3 separate regions of the Sus scrofa genome follow, and regions 1 and 3 are each linked to region 2. The links are chromatin contacts, called in public HiChIP or PLAC-seq maps. All regions are on one chromosome and are shown on one strand. Each heading gives the region's core, a stretch centred on a gene start, on an enhancer-like site or on the middle of the called end of the contact. The rest is flanking DNA. Distances are from core to core; before and after follow the strand shown. Region 1 overlaps GFOD1 (glucose-fructose oxidoreductase domain-containing protein 1). Region 2 has its middle 6.3 kb from the start of SIRT5. Region 3 overlaps GFOD1 (glucose-fructose oxidoreductase domain-containing protein 1).

Region 1 (2,700 bases), core at 171-2,670, 190 kb after region 2:
GAGTACTGGGAGCATCAGATCAGCGCAGCTGCACTTTGCCAGGTGCTTGGTACCCAGTAAGCCCTTCAGTCAGTCCCTGGAGGTTTCTCTAATTCTTACTCCAGGGTGGGCATTTAGACTGGGGTGTGATCGAGCATGACCCGCTTTTCTCAGGATGTGGGGTTAATGACAGGTGGGTGGGTGAGGGCTGTCATGGAGGAAAGCGCCCAGGACAGAAGGGGACAGGCCACACCTCTCTGCTCTCAGGTGCCTTACCAGCACCCTGCCCCTCTGTGCACCAGAGCAGACCAAGCCTGGGTTTTTGTCCTTGTCCTCTGTTGCTGGCACACCGTTAGGGCCTCCGCAGTGTCTAAAACATCTGGACGTCTTCCCATGGTCCTCTGCGAGTCTGATGAATGGCCAGGCGTTCTGGAGCCCCAGGCCAGACTTCTTCCCACGCCGAGCCCACGCAGAGCCCTCTCCTGGGAGTCAGTGACTGTCCTTCCCACGCAGCAGCATGCCAGCAGGGGTAGGGAACCATCACAGCCCTGCTGGGATCTTGCCCCAGGTGCTGGAGCCTTTGTCACCAGTGTCCTGTATCCGGGTCTCCTGCAGGGCCTCAGTATTTTGCAGAAGAGAAGGTATTAAGACTTGACTCAGCCCATTTCCTCACCTGTCAAACGGGGCTGCTTCCTCCCCACCTCCCACCCCAGCATCACCAGGCAGCCCAGAAACTTTCTAGCTTTTCAGGCTTTCACCTAGCACTGCTGGGGCAAGCACACATCCAGGTGTACCCAGCATTCTGGAAGTTCCTGCCAACTAGGTTTTTGCCTATTTAAAAAAAAAAAAAAAAAAAAAAGGACAGAAACATTTTAAAAAGCCTGCTTTATTTGCAGATTGTTGCCAAAGCAAAGCAAAACAAGAACTAACCCCACAAAGGTCCAAACTCACCCTAGCCAGCACCTGTCCCCTTCAATCTTGGGTGGCCGGCCCTGCTGAAACATTCACCTGCTCAGGGCAGGGGGTTGTCCTCTGGTCCAGAGATGAAAAGCTGAAAGCTGTCCCTTTAAGAGAAAAGGGAGGCGCAGGGAGGGTGTGGCTGGCTTCTGGGCTGCCCCAGGGAGGCCTGGATCTCTGGGTCCAGTTCCGGGCTTTGTAAACCCCCCCTGACACCCCCACCACCCCAGGTCATGCCCGCTTTGGAGCTCTGGGGACAGGACCCTGGTTCTAGTGAGGATGGCAGCACAGGTCTGTCCAGATATCAGCTGCAAGCCAGAGCAAGGGGGTGCTTCTCCACAAAGAGGGGTTCCAGGCGCAGCCCAGACCGCTAGCTGAGCTTCAGTTATTTACCAGGAGCAGCTGATAAGGGGTTCAGCTACATGCCTCACACTGCCTTTGCCTTCGCATTGGCACAGCCTGCCTCCCCGGCCACCGTACACAGCCACTGATGCCAGTGGAGTCCGCGCCAGGGGGATGCCCAGTGTCAAGTGACTCAGCTCCCCAGCCTGACCCTGTAGGCACTGCATTTTGTTTTCGCTCCTGAGAGCATCTAGGGTCCAGCCCAGGGACTCCAGCAGAGGATGCTGCAGTGAATTTGCTTTTTTTCTGGTTTTTTTTTTTTTTTTTTTTTTTTTTTTTTTTTTTTTGGCAACTGCTTCTTGGCAGTTACTTGGTAACTTGGTTTTTGTACTAGGCATGTTCCTTCCAGCAGACTTTCCTCCAACCTATCCAGTTCATATTCTCAGCAGTCTTATAGAGCTGGCAGGACCAGCTATCAGTTCGGTTCTACATGTGGGTTTTGCACATCAGATCCGTGGCAAAGCCAGACTTAGGACCCATTTCGATTTTAAGTCTTGGTCCGTCACCTGCCACAGCTGCCACTGTGCACGTACCTCCCTGCCCCCAGCTTATTCTGAATTCTTGCGGCTCTCAGAGGTGACACAAGCCATTTGTATTTGCATGTGGCTGCATCTTGACTTGAGCAGACATTCAGGAGCCCTTGTCATGTGTCAGGACCGCACCTGTATGTCATTTCATCCTCAGAGCAGCCTTTGGAAGAAGCCGTTATTATTCCAATTTTATAATAAGGGAACTGAGCTCCCTCCGTGTCAAATGGCTTGGGTCACGCAGTTCCAATTGCTGGAATCGGAACTTCAGTCCACACCCCTGGGCCCCCCCTTCCGCTTCCTTTTCCAGTAAATCATACCGGATCTTGGGCTGCCTCATTTGGGGCCCACAGTGGTTCCTCAGTGCCCAAATCAATCTTTCCAGAAAGGGGGCCAGAAAGCTTGTAAACCTGTCGCACTAGGGAAGCAAATTAACTGCCAACAATAGGAATTACCCGGCTGATTTTAGCAGAATGGGACTTTTTTTGAAAGGACCTTCATTCATCCCAGAAATGTTGAGGGAGGCTGGGGAAGCAAGGTTGGAAAAGGACAGGCACAAAGAAAGGCTGGGCTGGCATCTGTGCAGATGGCACGGAAGAAGCCAGCCTGTATGGATGGACCATGTTGCTTGTGATGATGCTGGCCCTGGACCACAGGTGCTATCCCACTGCCAGCCTGGACCCTCCCCGCCTCCTCCTTCCTTGGGTACCAGGCCCAGGTGGTGTCCCTAATCACCAAACCAGGTGTGCCTGTGCTTTCACTGCCAAGGCCACTGGGAAAGAAGCTCTATTTGCCTCGGAAACGTTCCCACGGCAGGAAATTCCCACGCAGGCGG
Region 2 (2,700 bases), core at 38-2,537:
ACTGTCTGTTTTCATAGTCATGTCATGATTTTTCAAAAAATGAATGTGGGAATCGCTTTGCTAAATTCTGCAAGTCTTTCAGTAAATGTGAAAATGAAGGAGACTAAAAACTTTTCTGTGTTTTTGAACACCGCCACCTGAAATGTATTTCCTATGACTGGAAATGCTCAGAATATAAGACTGTTTTGGAGATGGTACCACAAAGTATTCACTGGAAGCATCTTCTGTGCCAATATTTACCTGCTTTTCTGGGGGATCTGGGTGGGCAGCGGTTCTGCCTTCCACAAGCTCACCCACCCCTTTCAAGTGCAAAAGCAAATACTCCGGAGGGAAGGAGAGAAGGCCCCCGGTGTGTTGAGTCAGAGGACTAAGAGCTCAGGTTTTCTGGTATAAGAGCTCTCAGGGGTGAAAACTGTCCAGGGTGAAGCCACCAATTATCCTGCCTTGATTTTATCTTCAGGTGGGAAGACAGGCCTTAGGGGAGAAAAATGAACTCCTGCATCATGGATTTGGGGAGCTTTGTGAGTGCAGGATAGGTTCCCAAACACCGATATTATTCTGGGTGAATGGCATTCTCCCATTAACCAGGCTTTCTTGTGCAACCTGAAACTCACCTACCCATGAGAAAAGAAAAACGTCTGTATGTTCCCTGCAGAGAAAAAAGGGGGCACCCCACCAATTCTGAGAAATGCAATAAATGAAAGATTATATTAGGAGGTGGAGAGAAAAGAAATTTACAAAAAAAAAAAAAACCCACTTAATTTAAAATACACAATAAGTACACTGCAAAGGAACTGCAAAAACTTACAAGGGTGTTCAATAGATACTTCTGAACACCTACGAGCTGCCCAAATGCAATGTACCAGCCCCCAGCCATCAGCACTGGCAGACTCACTCCCTCTCCCCCTCTCCCACCTGCTCTTGTCAAGGTCACCTTGCTGAACCCAATATTCCATCCTCCTACTGCATCGCGCCCAGCCTCTGTCTGACCCATCTGATCACCCGTCCCGGAACCACGTGCTCCTTCGTGCTTCCAGTCGCGATCCTCTCCTGGTTTTCCTCTTACCTCTCGGATCTCCCAACCACCCAAGGCTTCAAGAGGGCGTCCCCTCCCCACCCCCAAGGTCCAACAGACGGCTCCCGCCTCACACAGCTAAGCCCGAACTCTGCACCGAACTCAGCACCAGCCTCCTGGGCCCCGTCTCCTGCCTTCCTCTCACATCTCACACTTACAGCCTGATGCTCAGCAAATCCCGACGGCGGCGGTTTTAAACGACGTCCGAATCCGACCGCTCCTCCCCGCCCTCCCTCCCACCCCCCGGGCTGCTGCAGTGCCCAGAGTGACTCGGGTCAAAGGGGACTCCGTGCTCCGCGCCCTTCACAGCGGCCTACCAGGCCCATCGCCCTGGCCGCCTTTCCAACCTCCCCGGTCTCTCCCGCCGCAGTGGTGCCGGGGAGATGACGGGACTGGAGCCTCCGCGCTCACCTGTTGGACCTGGGCCCCCTCCCGCCCCCTGAAGCGAGGCCCGCTCCCCTCCCCCTCGCCCGTCCCCTCCCCCCTTGACTCCGCGCGGACGCAGGAACCGACGGGCCGAGCTGGCTGCGCGTGCGCACCGCGGCCGTGCTGGCCCCGCCTCCGTGCCCGACCGCGTCCGCGTCGTGTTCCCAGGCCGCGGGTGCGCTCGGCCCGGCGAGAGCGCCTCCTCGGCTGGGACCCCCGGGCTGGAGCCCAGGAAGGCCGCGGAGGGCCCGGCCCGGCCCCAGGGTGGACTCACCTGCAGGAGGTCGGAACTGCAGCAGCAGCGGCGGCGGCGGCCCCGGCGCGGGGGCGGGACGAGGAAGCCGGGGGCGGAGCGGCTCGGGCCACCTGCTGCGGCTGCAGCGGCCCCTGCCGGAGACCCGCGTCTGGCCAGGCTGGCGATCCCCGAGCGCCCTTCCCTGGGCCGGTTCTTCATCAAACGAGATTGTTTCTTTGCGTTTCTTCCTTTGGGGAACGGCTGGGCTCCGGGAGGGGACAGGATCTTGCTTTGTCTTGGGGAACTCCCCAGATATGTAGTGAAGGACAATCGGCTTTCCTCCTTGAACCTGCAGCTGGATCGCACTACTTTGCGGCAGAGCGTTTGAAATGTGGGGACTGGCTTTCCCTGAAAGGCTATTCCCAATGATAGTTAGCGGGGTTCCCAGGCCAGCCCTCCAAACCTGAGTTCCGGTACTGAGATCCTTACCCGGAGTCCCAAAAGGAACAGTTTCAGGGCCTTGAGGACTCTGTGACCCACGTGGCTCCATGTGTCTGAATGTCCTTAAAATCAGTCATCTTTGTCTTTGATTCAGGGTTCCCACCAGCACTGCTTTTCCCAGAATGGAATCGCCAATGGGCGTCGTGCCAGTGATTTGAAAGGGCAGTGGTCTGAGAACTTGGGTGCATAGAATGTTCCATCAACATTTGTTTTCTTTTTTCCCAGCCCAGACCTCAACCATTTCCCTTAGTTTGGCTGGAAATCCTGCACACGTTGGAGCCTCTTGTTCTTGCAGACTGTGCCAGCCTTCAGAGACATGGAGCCCAAGAAAACTGGAGAAGGACCTCTCACCTGGCTCTTTTTTCCCTTTCATGTGTGTGGCACTTTGTACCAGACACCTCTAAGAACCTCACATTTGAACCAACTGAAATCTTGCCCACTATTTGATAAAACAGGCAGAGAA
Region 3 (2,700 bases), core at 143-2,642, 170 kb after region 2:
AACCAGGGGCTGGCTCTCCAGAATGAGAGCCAAACAGTGGCGCATTGGTCAGCGTTCTCTGGAGAAACATAACCAACCAATTGGAGATGTATCTGTGTTTATGTCTATGTTTATGTCTATCCATCAGTCAGTCTATATCTTGTGGTATGGTGTAATTACTAGTGCTTTGCCTATCTTCCCTTTGACCGTTGGCAGGACTGCATCTTATACATCACTTTTTTTTTGGGGGGGGGGTCTTTTGCCATTTCTTGGGCTGCTCCCCCGGCACATGGAGGTTCCCAGGTTAGGGGTCGAGTCGGAGCTGTAGCCGCCAGCCTATACCAGGACAATCCCAGCAACACGGGATTCAAGCTGCGACTGTGACCCACACCACAGCTCATGGCAACACCGGATCCCTCACCCACTGAGCAAGGCCAGGGATCGAACCCGCAACCTCGTGGTTCCTAGTCAGATTTGTTAACCACTGAGCCACGACGGGAACTCCAGGACTGCGTCTTATACACCACTTTTATCTCCAGCATCTAGCGTGGCTCTTGGCAAATTATAGATGTGGCACAGACCCCTGGTGGTCCCTCCCCTTAGTCAGTTCTCCCCTCCTTCTCTAATAACAAAACCATGAACTTTCAGTTGGACCCATGGTTGCCAGGAATAAAAGCAGAGACTTATCACAAGGAATGAGGTCACATATTTATGGAGACTGAGGGGTCCCAAACCTCTAGTCAGTAAGCTGACGACCCCGTGGAGCCAGTCCAAAGGCCTGAGAACCAGGACAGCCAGTGGTGTTAGTTCTTGTCTAAAAGCCGACGAATGGGCTTGAGACTCAAGAAAGCTGAAGTTTCAGTTTTTGTCCAAGGGCAAGAAAAGACTGATGTCCCAGCTCAGACAGTAGGGCGGGAGGAGCTCCCTCTTACTCAGCTTTCGGACTAGGGTCTTCAGTTAATTGAATGGGGCCCACCCACCTTAGGGAGGGCGGTCTGCTTTACTCAGTCTACCAGTTCAAATGGGAACTGCATCCAGGAAACCCTCCCAGGTACCCCAGATTAACGTTTAACCAAATGTCTGGCACCCTGTGGCCCAGTCAGGTTGACATATAAAATAACCATCACGGTGGGGTTCTCTGTTTTAGGGGTATCCTCCTTTCTCTTCTTCAGCAAATAAATCCTAAGCATATAATTTCAGCTACTCTAACCCAGTTCCAAAGTAACAATTTTGATCTCACACAGCAGTGCTGAAAGCAGCCTGAAAGCTTCACACTGTCCGGGATCCTTCCTGTCTTGTTGCACCAGCATCTCTAGGGTGTTGTCCTGGCCTACATGGCCCAAGATGCCCAACGACCCGCCTTCCCCGCACCATTCACATTTGTACAAGAAGTGGGGAGATGGAGAATTGCGCCATGGGAAGTTTATTTACCACTTCTCCTCATATCCTATTGGCTGGAACTAAGTCACATGGCCACACATAGCTGCAAGGGACACTGGGAAATGTAGTTTTTATTCTTGGCAACGTGGGTCCAGCTATAACTTAATGGTTCTGTCACTAGAACCACTAGGGGGAGAGGAAGGATGGCCAGGGGTCTGTGCTATACCTCAGCTTTGCCAAGACCCATGCTTGGTGCTGGAGGTAGAAAGGTGTGTTAAGTTGTCATCCTGCTGACCTGGGAGCTAGATCAGTGTGATATGTCCTGCCACGGAGGTAAACACAGGCAGCCAAGCTAGAGCAGGACTGTCAGTGGCTTCCCTGTGAGCTCTCTACATCATTTTAAAGGACAAGTATTACTAGGCCCAATGGGTTGAAAGTCCATTTCTTTAAACCCCAATTTCAGCTGGACTTATCTTTTCCCCTTCTTTGGCAAATTGAATTCAGAAGTTGAGGTTCAGATCTTGGTACTTTGTGTCAAGTAAGGAGCTCTACCATATTCTTGGAAGCGTGAATTAAAAACAAAGTAGGATTCCTTCCCTTTTCTGTCTCTGCCTCTCTCTACTTTCTGCCTCTCCCCACCCCCTGCATTTGTTTAGTCTGGGATTAAGGCGTTCTCTGGTCCTGGCAGGAACACAGGCATCCTTTCTGATCCATGTTACCCTGTGCATTTTGGGCTCTTGAAGGCTTGGTGCAAGATGCCTTTTAAAGGATTTCAGAGAGTTCCCGTTTTGGCTCAGTGGAAGCGAACCTGACCAGTTCATGAGGATGCAGGTTCTCTCCCTGGGCCCACACAGTGGGTTAAGAATCCGCTTTGCCACGAGCTGCAGTGTAAGTCACAGGTGCAGCTTGGATCCCGCGTTGCTGTGGCAGTGGTGTAGGCTGGCAGCTGCAGCTCTGATTCGACCCCTAGCCTGGGAACTTCCGTATGCCACAGGTGCAGCCCTAAAAAGACAAAAAATAAAGGGTTTCAGGATGGGGGGCCAGGGGGAGGAGTGGTGGGGCAGAGAGCCCTTAGGTAAAGCAGTAAACAAAGAGCAAGCAGGCGTTTCATTTTCCATTAGCCAGAGAGGCATTTTATTTCCACTAGAAATGGGAACAGACGTGGAAGCAATTAGTGTTAGTGGGTTTACAGTGACGTCCCCGAGCCAGCAAAATCCTGGGGCCAGATGTCTGTACTTTTACTCATTCCTTGTTCTGAGAACATTCGTGAGTTCTTTCCACCCCTGCCCGTCCCACCTCCTGCCAAAAAGACCCAAAATATCACAGTTGGGAGAACATAAT

Evidence for each region. HiChIP or PLAC-seq counts read pairs in DNA pulled down with a chosen protein or histone mark.
Region 1: an H3K27ac HiChIP or PLAC-seq map of skeletal muscle shows a contact between it and region 2. The contact joins two enhancer-like sites. A contact is called at or near these places in 2 of 2 datasets of contacts at active chromatin or transcription factors (alveolar macrophages and skeletal muscle).
Region 3: an H3K27ac HiChIP or PLAC-seq map of alveolar macrophages shows a contact between it and region 2. The contact joins two enhancer-like sites. A contact is called at or near these places in 2 of 47 Hi-C or Micro-C datasets (both in skeletal muscle) and 1 of 2 datasets of contacts at active chromatin or transcription factors (alveolar macrophages).

Annotation. Positions count from the first base shown.
Region 1 is chr7:9,755,446-9,758,145 of Sscrofa11.1, reverse strand. The region is part of intron 1 of GFOD1 (glucose-fructose oxidoreductase domain-containing protein 1); the gene reads left to right. Among named protein-coding and RNA genes, the nearest start is that of TBC1D7, 48 kb to the right of the region's middle. Within about 2 kb of position 1,420, at least 7 of the 83 cell types and tissues checked have an H3K27ac peak or open chromatin away from gene starts, as enhancers often do. A contact at or near this core is called in skeletal muscle, where this site is marked.
Region 2 is chr7:9,943,413-9,946,112 of Sscrofa11.1, reverse strand. No RefSeq gene overlaps it. Among named protein-coding and RNA genes, the nearest start is that of SIRT5, 6.3 kb to the left of the region's middle. Within about 2 kb of position 1,287, at least 75 of the 83 cell types and tissues checked have an H3K27ac peak or open chromatin away from gene starts, as enhancers often do. A contact at or near this core is called in alveolar macrophages and skeletal muscle, where this site is marked.
Region 3 is chr7:9,774,838-9,777,537 of Sscrofa11.1, reverse strand. The region is part of intron 1 of GFOD1 (glucose-fructose oxidoreductase domain-containing protein 1); the gene reads left to right. Among named protein-coding and RNA genes, the nearest start is that of TBC1D7, 67 kb to the right of the region's middle. Within about 2 kb of position 1,392, at least 6 of the 83 cell types and tissues checked have an H3K27ac peak or open chromatin away from gene starts, as enhancers often do. A contact at or near this core is called in alveolar macrophages, where this site is marked.